Linked DNA regions of Sus scrofa: region 1 is linked to region 2. Evidence: chromatin contacts called from public HiChIP or PLAC-seq data. All regions are on one chromosome and are shown on one strand. The core of a region is the stretch at or near the end of the contact, and the rest is flanking DNA. Distances in the headings are between cores, read along the strand shown.

Region 1 (5,775 bases), core at 2,329-4,828, 47 kb before region 2:
AGCCCTGCTACCTTCGGACTGGGGATAACTATTATGTCAGCCTAAGAGGGCTCAGGTGGATTTGAAGATGTTTTTCTAACACTCCTTAGCATAGCTTTTTGCTTCACTGATTTTCTAAATTGGGATGTTAAAATATATAATTTATCACTTCTCTCTCACAGAGCTGTCATTTATCCAAAATCAAATCAAATGCATTTCTTTTTTTCTTTTTTTTTTCTTTTTTAGGGCCACACCTTTAGCATATGGAAGTTCCCAGGCTAGGGGTCAATTCATAGCTACAGGGGCTGGCCTACATCACAGCCACAGCAACGCCAGATCCCGAGCCGCATCTGCCACCTACACCACAGCTCACAGCAACGCTGGATCCTTAACCCACTGGGCAAGACCAGGGATCAAACCTGCATCCTCTTGGATAGAAGTCAGGTTCTTAACCTGCAGAGCCACATTGGGAACTCCTGCATTTCTTTAAATTAGAATACAATTTCCACTTCTTCATGGCTATATGCTCCTAAGCTGATGTTTTTTAAAGGAAGCTAGGCTAGGAGTTCTCTTTTGGTGCAGCGGGTTAAGAATCTGGTGTTGCCACAGCTTGGGTCACTGCTGTGGCATGGGTTTGATCCCTGGTCTGGGAATTTCCACATGCTCTGGCATGACCAAAAAAAAAGAAGCAAGACTAGTGTTTGGCAACTTCTCTCCCCTGTAACTTGTGAACTGGGGCAGAGAGAAACGGCTCTTCTCTGGTTCTGTGCCTCCTCAGATTCAAGAGTCCACTGGCCTTTGACACTGGTGTCTTCCCGTCCTCTGGCTGCCCTGAGTCAAAGGTGTCAGGCTCAGGGATTCTGTGCTCCAATAGCACCAAGAAAACCAGGTCAAGGGGACTTGCGTGGAAATTTAAATGTTTTTAAGAATGGCAAGTTCGGCTTAATTTCTACCATAATAGAAAGACTCTCTAGCAGTATTAGGAAGTTAATGGGGCTCTCCGTGCCTTAGTAGAGAAAAGGAAGAAAATCCAATTAGACCTAGTTTTAGTGACAGGAATGAGTCCAAGAGGAAACAAACCTGGCTGGAAGTTCCTGTTGTGGCTCAAAGGTAATGAACCCGACTAGGATCCATGAGGATGTGGGTTCAATCCCTGGCCTCGCTCAGCGGGTTAAGGATCCGGTGTTGCTGTGAGCTGTGGTGCAGGCCGGCGGCTGCAGCTCTGGTTTGACCCCTAGCCTGGGAATTTCCATATGCCACAGGTGTGGCCCTAAAAAGCAAAAAACGAAAAAAAATGGAAAAAACACTGATCCGTGAAGGGGTATGGAAGGATCAGGAAAATGGAAGGCGTTCCTGCTGTGGGTTAAGTATCTGACTGCCTCGGTTAGGGTTACTTTGGAGGGTTTGCTCCCAGAGGGCTCAGGGTGAGGATCTAGCGTTGTGGCAGCTGCAGTGTGGGTCGCAGCTATGGCTTTGGATTCAGCCACTGGCCTGGTAACTTCCATGTGCCACAGGTGCACCCAAAAATGAAGGGAGGGAGGGAGGGAAGAAGGAAGAAAGAGAAAATGGAGCAGGGGAATTTGTGGGGAAAGTTAGGACTGGATTGCCCCCCTAAGAGGGGTGGCATTGGGGGGGGGTGTAACCTCCATCACGTTACAAGAGGAGAACCAGCCTGAGACCCTCACTTGGGGGAACTCCTGGGGAGGCTCCAGCCATGGCTGGGGGAATAGGTGGAGAAAGAGGAAATAGGGCTTCGTTTAAGAGCAGGAACCAACCACTGTGGGCCTCCTGATGGAGAGAGCAGGCCAGGAGACCTTCTAAATTTGATCCGGGAGTTGGTCTGAGAAGGTGAGGGAGGGGCAGCCGGCAGGAGAAGGAGGGCATCCTGAGCCTGAAACAAAAATCAGACCCAAGAAGGCGTCCCTTTTACCATCTGCCAGGGCCTCAGAGAGCCTGCTGTGCCCTGACCTCTGCTCCTACCTGCAGGCTGGGCGTGGGGAGCGCCGTGAAACCCCACCTTGGATGAAGATTGCCGCATTCATCCTCTGGATGCTTAGCCCGGACACCTCGTTTCTGAAATGAGACTATGTTTTGTGATTTAAACATCTGTCCATAGACTGATCCCATACTCCAGAGAGAGCGGGAAAGGTCTGGAGCCCATGGTGTTTAGTCTAATGGCAGGGAAGAGCTCACGGAACACATTTGAAGGAGCGGTGGGTGACAAAAAGTTGCTTTTGGACCACATCCTAGGAGCGGTGCTAGTCACATGTGTGGGTGTGGTGGTTAATGGTGATGGGCAGGCCTCAGACCCCTAATCTGCAGGGGTCTACAGGGCGGGTCCTGTGGTTGAGGAGCCGCCGGCAGGAGCAGGGACCAACCCAAACCAGCTCCAAGGGAGAGGTCACTTCAAGGACTCTGACTCGTGGTACAGGCTGAGTTAAAAAAATTCATCTGTGTTGTTAATGGATGCATTTGGAGTGGATAAGCAATGAGCTCCTGCTGTAGAGCACAGGGAGCTCTGTCTGGTCGCTTATGATGGAACATGATGGAGGATAATGTGAGAAAAAGAATGTGTATATATGTGTGACTGGGTCGCTTTGCTGCACAGTAGAAACTGACAGAATGCTCTAAACCAACTCTAGTGGAAAAAATTAAAATCATGAAGAAATGTGTCTGTGCAGAAGATGACACATTTGTAGACGGAGTTACTGCCTGAGTCAAAATTCCATGGGACTCGGGGGTATAGCTCAGGGGTAGAGTATTTGATTGCAAAATTCCATGGGACAGAGTCCCACTCCCAGCTGTAGTCCCCCCTCCACCCATGACTCACAAAGGGTGAGAATTGCACCCCCCTCCCCAGCCCAGTCTTCCTGAGAAACCGACACTGAACTCCACCAAGCTGATCAGACTTCATCCTGTGACGTGTCAGAGCTAGGCGAGAGAGACATGCTTGCAGGTGGATCCTGGTTCCAGTTTGGAGAAATTGACCCCAGGGATACATGTCCTGCTCCTTAGGGAATGAAAATAAAAGATGTTACTGGAAAGCTGAATTAATACGCAACATACTTGGAGTTCCCACTATGGCTCAGCAGTATCAGCAGTAATGAATCTGACTAGTATCCCTGAAGATGAGAGTTTGATCCCTGGCCTCGCGCATGGGTTAAGGATCTGGTATTGCCTTGAGCTGTGCTGTAGGTCGAAGACGTGGCTGGGATCTGGCATTGCTGTGGCTGTGGCTGGCAGCTGCAGCTCTGATTCCACCCCTAGCCTGGGAACTTCCACATGCTGTGGGTGCGGCTCTAAAAATACAAAAACAAACAAACAAAACCCCCAAACAAACAAAACCATGCAACATCCTTATACATTCTGCCAAGTGTACAGCTCCAGAAATCTTTGATTCTGTGCCTTGCCTCCAAGCACCGTCCAAGAGCCTGAATTTTTGCTCTCCAGGCGATGTTTGCACTGCCTCTGTGTGTGTGTGTGTGTGTGTGTGTGTGTGTGTGTGTGTGTGTGTGTGTGTGTGTGTGTCTGCGAGCTGCCACTGCGGCTGCCATCTCGGACTGCAGCTGGTGTTGATGGCGCTGAAGCGCTGAGTCACTGGCTGTTTAGTTGCCCTTACATCACGTTCCATTGTCCTTTCTTCCTTTCTAGGCTTTTAAGGGCTCTTTCAGTGGTTTGGTTTGGTTTTGTTTTTGCCTCCGGGCCTGTTCCTATTGGGAAAAATGGCTACAAAAACCCAGAAGCTGCTGGGGCTTCTGAATAAACCTGAACAGAAGGACAGGCCGTTCCTGCAGGCTGCTGAGAACACCCAGTGCCCACATCTCCTCAGGGGCACCCAGTGGGCAGGGGAAGTGAGCAGGGTGCCCCAGGGTGGGCTCTGGCTCATTTTTCGGTAGCTCTCCCTGCTGTGCTAGTTTGAACTAGATCTGATGCGTGTAACAATCTTTCTGCATTCCAGATCCCACGCTCTCCATGTCCTGTTTTCGCACAAGTGTAACAGGTGGTGTAATTATCTGCGTGACATAAATTCTTGGAGAGCTGGCCTCCGGAGAACTGTCTTTAAATGACCATTTTGACCCAACAAGCTTGTCACTTTATTAACATTTTTTGGTTATAAAAAGACCTATTTATTATGGAAAAATTGGGGGAAACCCAGAAAAGTATAACGAATGAAATAAAAAGTATCCATAATCCATCATCCTGGAGTGCTCACTGAACATCTCGATGTAGACTTTTTCCAATATTTTTGTTTATATCTACCGGGAACCATCGACTGGAGCCACCACGTTGACTAGTCACAGTAATAGCCACTTGCAAGCGTTGTGTCACAGTGGCAGGCCCTGATAAGGTACGCGGTGCAGCCCTGAAGACTAACCAGGAGGATTTGGGAGGGGCCTACGGGAGGGGGAGACAACCAACCTCCCAGGATCCTTGGCGCTGGAATCCATCTTGGCCGAGAGGTGCAGGTGGCACCAGAAAGGACCCTGAGCCAGACTGAATACAGGCCGAGCAAGACGACTGGCCAGAGACAGCCCGGAAACTAACCCCATTCCCATAAAATCTGAGGCTGTGAGCCTCGTGGCTGAGCCGTTCTCCTGGGTTCCTTCTCCTGCTGCTCTGGACCCCGGGCGCCCCTTCCCAGTAGGTCTCGTGCTTTCTCAGCACGGGTGTCTCCTTGGACAACTCAGTCCTGAGAGTCAGACAAGAGCCCATGCCGGGGCCCTGGGAGGGGGTCCCCCTTCCTGCCACATAGCAATGGATTTGCACACACATTGTACATATCAGGCCCACACTGGACATTTTGTTTGAATTGTAAAATGTGCTGTGAATATACTCTTATGTACATTCTGGAAGTGCTGCAAACTAGTGAAGTCTGAGCCAGGAGATATTGCTGTATCTTTGCCTTATTTACTGTTTTATTTATTTATTTATTTATTGGTTTTTTAGGGCTGCACCTGTGGCACAAGGAAGTTCCCAGGATGGGGGTAGAATCAGAGCCCTAGCCACAGCCACATAGGATCTGAGCCATGTCTGAGACCTACACCACAGCTCACGGCAATGCCGGATCCTTAACCCACTGAGCGAGGCCAGGAATCGAACCTGCATCTTCCGATTTGTTTCTGCTGAGCCACGATGGTCCTTTCATTTTTAGTTCCGGGACATTTTTCTTGCCAAGACGGCCTCATCCACAGGTCCCGTCCTTTCCTCCCGCTTCTGCCAGGTGTTTAGAGCATCATCTCAGGTAACCCCTCCGTCTCTTCTTTTGTCTTCTGAGAACCCAGAGGTTCTCAAACTCGAGGGTGATGCACACTGAGGTGTGTGGAATGATTAGCCAATGGGGACCTGCTGTATAGCTCAGAGAACCCTACCCAGTATTCTGTGATTATCTGTGTGGAAAAAGAATCTGAAGAGAATGGATATGTGTATATATATATGACTGGGTCACTTTTGCTGTAAGGCAGAAATTATCACAACCTTGTAAATCAACTATACTTCAATAAAACTTGAAAAAAAAAAAAAACCCAAACTTTGAGTTCCTGTTGTGACTCAGCAGTAACAAACAGGACTAGCATCCATGTGATCCCTGGCCTCACTGAGTAGGTTAAGGATCTGGTGCCATGATCTGTGGTTGTAGGTTGCAGTCAAGCTCAGATCCCACGTTGCTGTGACTGTGGTGTAGGCTGGCAGCTGTAGCTGATTTGGCCCCTAGCCTGGGAACCTCCATATGCTGCACCTGCAGCCCTAAAAAGACAAAAACCCCAAAACCACAAAAACTTGAGAGTACATCAAAATCAC
Region 2 (6,049 bases), core at 1,436-3,935:
AACCTCCATATGCCCTGGGTGCGGCCCAAAAAAGACCAAAAAAAAAAAAAAAAAAAAAAAAAGCTTCTGAAAAAAGAAGTTCAATGGGGCCTGACCATTGGGCTTAGCACCGTGGTATTCCTAATTCCTCCATAAGAGCTAGTTCAGTAAGACGGCGGGAAAGAAAGCTTCTTGAGAGTAGGTTAGGGAGAGAAGGGGAGGAGAAAAACAGACATAGCAAATACAGACAAGTCTTTGAAGGAGCTTTGCTATAACCTGGGGATGATCCCCAAATGGAGGGGAAAGACAGTGACATTGGAGATGAGGGAAGCAATATAAGCAGCAGTGTCCTTGAGCAAGAGAAAGAGAATGGGAGCGAGCACAAGAACGCAGAAGTTTGCTGGAGACAGGACCACGTGCAGTTCATCCAGAGTCACCAGAGCGGGTGAGAGGGCGTGCGTGGGTAGAGCTGCAGGAAGGAGGGCAGCGTGGTGGGAGAAGCACGTGGGAGATCTCCAGATGGGCCTGAAGGGGAGGGAGGACCTGGTGCTGGGTGGGGAGATAGAGAAGAAGGTGTGAGTGGAGGCGTGGACGCTGGATTCGCACTAGGACGGCCAGGCGGCCCTAGGGCGAGTGGAGGTTAGCGGTTGGCAGTTTAATTTAGGATCCCTGGAACAGTTATGTGTTTTTCTTCAGTCACATTCCGCTGTCCAACTGCAGGCAAGGAGTAGGCAGAAAACTAGATGTTAGCAGGGGTGGAATTTTGGCAAGAACATAAGTCAGAGTGAGAGAGTGGCGAGGGTGTCTAGGGTGTGGGCAAGGGAATGTTTACAATGATTGCCCGAGAAATCTAAATCGGGTTAGGAGGGCAACCAGGACATGAGCGCCTGAAGGACAGTGAACAGGTGGTGGGATCAGTGGACTGGAGGATCCAGCGGGATTGAAGGATTACTGGAATCAGGGCACCAGAGAGAGTGCTAGAAAAACAGGAAGTGGTGATCAGAGAGAGATCCTTGAAAGTGTAAGTTTCAGAGGGCTTGTAATTATTAGTACTTTTTTTTTTTTTTTAGGGGCCTCCTCAGCATATGGAAGTTTCCAGGCTAGGGGTCCAATCGGAGCTACAACTGCCAGCCTCAGCCACAACCTTAGCAATGGAGGATCCGAGCCATGTCTGCGATCTATACCACAGCTCATGACAATGCGGATCCTTAACCTACCGAGCAAGGCCAGGGATTGAACCTGCAACCTCAAGGTTACTACTCGGATTTGTTTCCACTGAACCACTAGGGGAACTCCAGTTATTAGTATTATTAAATCTAGGCTATGACCAAGCCAGAGAGTGGCTGAAATAGGAGAAAAATCACTGAAAGAAACCAGTGAACCGAGAGGAGAGGTCTGAGAACTTGAAGATTGTACACCGGGAAGCCTTGCATTTGTTTCCTTTTGCTACTGGAGCAAATTACCATACATTTTGGGACTTAATAGGAATTTGTTGTCTTTCAGTGCTGGGGGTCAGAAGTCTGAAATGGGATTCACCTGGCTAAAATCAAGGAGTCAGCAGCTGATTCTCTCTGGAGGCTCAAGGCAGAGCCCCTGCCCCTGGCCTTTTTCAGCCTCTGGGCACTGCTGCGTCCCTTGGCCGTGGCTCCTTCCTCATCACTGCATCCCTCCATCCTCTGCGTCTCTCACACTCCTGTCTCAAGATCGTTAACTTAATCATATCTGCAAGGTTCCCCCCCCTCCCCTTTTTTGCAAGGTCCCTTTTGCCACTTAAGATATTCACACGTACTGGGGACATCTTTGGGGAGACATTCTTCAGCCTATGGCACCAGCAAAATACTCCTTTTCCTCTGTGAAGACTTTCCTGTCTCTGGCTTTCCCATCCCAACCCATCCCAGGCTAAGTTGATAAATATTCCTTTTTGTTCACCATTGTACCTTCCAAAAACATTCCTGTATTAAAGAATATGCCTCTTCCCCCCACTCCCCCACTCTTTTGGCGGCCCCACAGCATATGTAACTTGTGGGCCAGGGATTGGACCTGAGCCAGAGCTGCGACCTTAAGCGAGGCCAGGGATTGAGCCGGCATCCTCATGGATACTAGCTGGGATTCGTTACTGTTGAGTCACAATGGGAACTCCCACTTTTCCCAGTTTTGAGAGTTAATAGGCAAGGTGCCAGAGCCAGGAGTTTCCATTGTGGTGCAATGGGATCAGCAGTGTCTTGGGAGCACTGGGACCCAGGTTTGATCCCTGGCCCGGCACAGTAGGTTAAGGATCCTGCGTTGCCTGGGAACTCCATATGCCATGGGGCGGCCAAAACAAGGGGGAAAAAAAGGCTGAGAAGGGCATGGCAACCAGGGCCTCAGCCCACCAGGTCAGGCACCAAGACCAACAGAGGTCCAGCCAAGCGTGAGAGGAATGTAGCACAGGCAGAAGGAGGGAGAGATGGTTAATTGGAGCCTCAGGCTCTGTTACTGCAGTAGCAGAAGTTGTGGTTTTTCTGCCAACTTTCCTCTTTCAAATTTCCCACAAGAAGAACCAACCAGAATCCTGGAGGAACTGTCTGCAGAACTGAACTTACAAGAAAAACAACCCCAGCGGCAGAGAGGATGGACTAGAGTTAATGCAGTGATACCTTGCCCAGATCTTCAGAACTGAGATATTTCCCCAGCTGCTGGAGTGTTTGGCGGCTCCAGACTCTTAGCTGAGTCACTCTCCAGGAAATGCTCTCAGTCCTGAGCCCAAGAACATACCCTCCCTGGGGCCAGTCCCCACCCAATCACTGACGGACGCCAGGTACAAGGGTCTACCCGCTTTGCATCAAGGTGGGACAAGACAGGCCATGCATAGCTCCCCTTGGCTGCAGCCTGGCTTCTGTTGCATCCCAGCTCAGCTCCTCCTTCCACCCAATCCTACTTCCTTCTCTCCCCATGGATGCTGATCCTGAAGACAGCTCCCCCCCAATAAACCTCCTACAAACAATCCTATCTCATAGTGTGTCTCAGGGGACATGACCTAAGAAACCTTTGTCACAAATGTATTATAATTTATGACCAGGGACAGTTAAATCATACTAGAAACACCCTGGGGAGAGTGTTGTTCTCTGATAATTCACAAAGGAAGTTGCACAGAGGAACTGGATGGATATAGCTATTAGATAATAAGAGTGCTGTTGGGTTAAGCTTTACAGATGGGGGAAAACTCCCCGCTGAGATTGTTTCCAGGAGACAATCAGAGTGATGATAAATGAAATACAAAGTTTGGGCAAAGAGAATGATATGAGGCAATGTTCCGGGAGAAGAGGCCTATCAGAGACATCTCGCATCTTGTCTTACAACATTTTGAGCATCTTTTTATTCCAGCCACTGACGTGGCTGGTGCTGCGTGGGGTTAAGTGGAGCCGGCTGGCACTGCCATCAGTAGGTGACACCAACATTGCGTAGGTATAACCTGATGGCATCCCACCTCAACTCTATCACATTTCTCGCACTTTGTACCCCGTGGGACACCTAAAGAAACCCATTCAGCCATTCTGACACGATGGCTGTGCAAACCCAGCAAGGAGTTTTGTTTCCTGGGGCAGACGTTCCATTGACCAATGGGAGAGGCTGAGTGAACAATTTGGAGGCACATTTTACGTGACCCCTTAGAAAGTTTCCAGCAGGATGGAGCCCCGTGAACAGCTTAACAACACACCTTTGGATAATTTTTCCTCCTCTCCTGTTTTTTGCTTCCTAGCTTCATTCCTGTTTCTTGGGAATCACTTCCCATTCAAATCCTTATCTTAGGCTCTACTTTTTTAGGGAACCCAGGCCAAGACAGTTGGAGCCAGAAGTACCATAGAAAGGAAGCTTTCAGAGGAGTCTTGCTTTTCCATTGGCAAGGACCTCTGAGTGGTGTTAAGTGAGGTGCTAACAGCTATTGGCTGGCAGGAGCATCCTAATCATGAAGAATTTCACCAGTGATGGGGAGTTCCCACTGGGGCGCAGCAGAAACAAATCTGACTAGGAACCATGAGGTTGCGGGTTCGACCCCTGGCCTTGCTCACTGAGTTAAGGATCCTGTGTTGCTGATGTGTAGGCTGGCAGCTGTAGCTCGATTCAACTCCTAGCCTGGGAACCTCCATATGTCGCACTCGCGGCCCTAAAAAGAAAAGAAAAAAAAAAAGCAAAATAAACCGCAGCAATCCTAGGGAGGTAAGATGGGCAGCTAACTAAGAGGTTACTTCACTTATATAAGCAAGAAAACTCTTGGTGAGTTTTAGTGAGCAGAGGGTAAACGTTGACTGCAGAAGTGGAAAGTCACGGCCACTCACCTAGTTTCCAGATCTGAGCCAGTTTTCCCTCCCAGAAGCCAGTGATTGAAGGAGAGCCTAGGTCCACTTAAGAAAGACCCCTACAGGAGTTCCCCTTGTGGAGCAACGGAAACGAATCTGAATAGTATCCACGAGGATGCAGGTTCAATCCCTGACCTCGCTCAGTGGTTCTGGCGCTGCCTTGAGCGTGGTGTAGGTCGCAGATGCAGCTTGGATCTGGTATTTCTGTGGCTGAGGTATAGGCTGGTGGCTGTAGGTCTCATTCAACCCCTAGCCTGAGTACTTCCTTATGCCACAGGTGCGGCCCTAAAAAGCAAAAGAGAGAAAGAAATGATGAAAGAGAAGAAGGAAGGAAGGGGGAGGGAGGAGGAAGAAGAAGGAAAGAAAGGATAGAAGGAAGGAAGAACCCTGCAATAGGAGTATACCGTTATACTTTCTCCTTTCTTTTCTTTTTTTTTTTTCCATCGTTTTAGGGCGGCACCTGAGGCATATGGAGGTTCCCAGGCTAGGAGTTGAATTGGAGCTACAGCTGCTGCCCTACACCACAGCCACAGCAACACCAGATCCGAGCTGCCTCTGCGACCTACACTGTAGCTCACGGCAATGCCGGATCATTAACCCATGGAGTGAGGCAGGGATCGGACCTGCAACCTCATGGTTCCTAGTCAGATTCGTTTCCACTGTGCCACAGTGGGAACTCCACAATGACTGTGCCTTTTGAGGGCTACTGGATGTAGAGGACTCAAAACACTATCACAATCCCTCATAACAGGTGAAACTTAAAGATCCAGGTGATAAATGGAACTCTGTCCAGGCCCATCTGAGGGTGAGTCTCCTGAGACCACAGACACATTGTGGTTATTGTCCCAGTCCCAAGGGCATACATGCACTTAACAGAAAGCAGGATCCTTACATTGATGCCTGATCTCCTGAGTAAGGGCTATGATGGTAGGAAGAGCCAAGTGGAGGTCCTTATATATAATGCCCTCCTCCAGCCAAGATAGTAAAAAAGAAGCAGTCACATGCTCCAAGAACAACAGTGGAGACAGGCAAAGGGACAAAAGGATAGCCACCCCCATCACATCCCCATTGAATTCACCTGTTTGGCCCTTGTGAAAACTAGATGGACTGAGGCACGTGGTGACCAGGGTGACCCAGCTGCAGCTGTTGTACTAGAGGTTGAATCTTTTTTTTTTTTTTAGAGCCTATGGTTCCCAGGCTAGGGGTCCTATCTGAACTGTGGCCACCAGCCTAGGCCAGAGCCACAGCAACGCAGGATCCGAGCTGCATCAGGACCTACACCGCAGCTCATGGCAATGCTGGATCCTTAACCCACTGAGTGAGGCCAGGGATTGAGCCCACATCCTTATGGATGCTAGTCAGATTCATTAACCACTGAGCCATGAGGAGACTCCCAGAGGTTGAATCATCACCGGACTATATTAACATAGTCTCTGGCACTTGGAGTGCAACTCCTGAAACTAGTAAAACACATGTAACAAAGAGGGAGATAAATACCAAAAAAATACTTACTTGGACAGAAGTAGACATAGTCACAGGTAAGCTTTGAGGATTTACAGCAATTTCCCCCAGAGGTGATGAAGCTACCAGTATGATTAGATCCTGCTATTATTGTATTTTACTCACAGTGGACAATAAAAGGGAAAAGTAAAGGTTTTGAGAGATTTATCTACAATAACCTCTTGTGTGTTTGCTGAGCCTCCTAGTTTGTAAGTATGACCATTTTGCTGCTG

Evidence for each region. HiChIP or PLAC-seq counts read pairs in DNA pulled down with a chosen protein or histone mark.
Region 1: a contact with region 2 is called in an H3K27ac HiChIP or PLAC-seq map of skeletal muscle. The contact joins two enhancer-like sites. A contact is called at or near these places in 1 of 5 promoter capture datasets (liver), 14 of 47 Hi-C or Micro-C datasets (alveolar macrophages, fetal heart ventricle, heart right ventricle and 6 more) and 2 of 2 datasets of contacts at active chromatin or transcription factors (alveolar macrophages and skeletal muscle).

Annotation. Positions count from the first base shown.
Region 1 is chr10:15,010,349-15,016,123 of Sscrofa11.1, reverse strand. No RefSeq gene overlaps it. Among named protein-coding and RNA genes, the nearest start is that of AHCTF1, 29 kb to the left of the region's middle. Within about 2 kb of position 3,578, at least 33 of the 83 cell types and tissues checked have an H3K27ac peak or open chromatin away from gene starts, as enhancers often do. A contact at or near this core is called in alveolar macrophages, retroperitoneal adipose tissue and skeletal muscle, where this site is marked.
Region 2 is chr10:14,962,182-14,968,230 of Sscrofa11.1, reverse strand. No RefSeq gene overlaps it. Among named protein-coding and RNA genes, the nearest start is that of CDC42BPA, 24 kb to the right of the region's middle. Within about 2 kb of position 2,685, at least 15 of the 83 cell types and tissues checked have an H3K27ac peak or open chromatin away from gene starts, as enhancers often do. A contact at or near this core is called in alveolar macrophages, retroperitoneal adipose tissue and skeletal muscle, where this site is marked.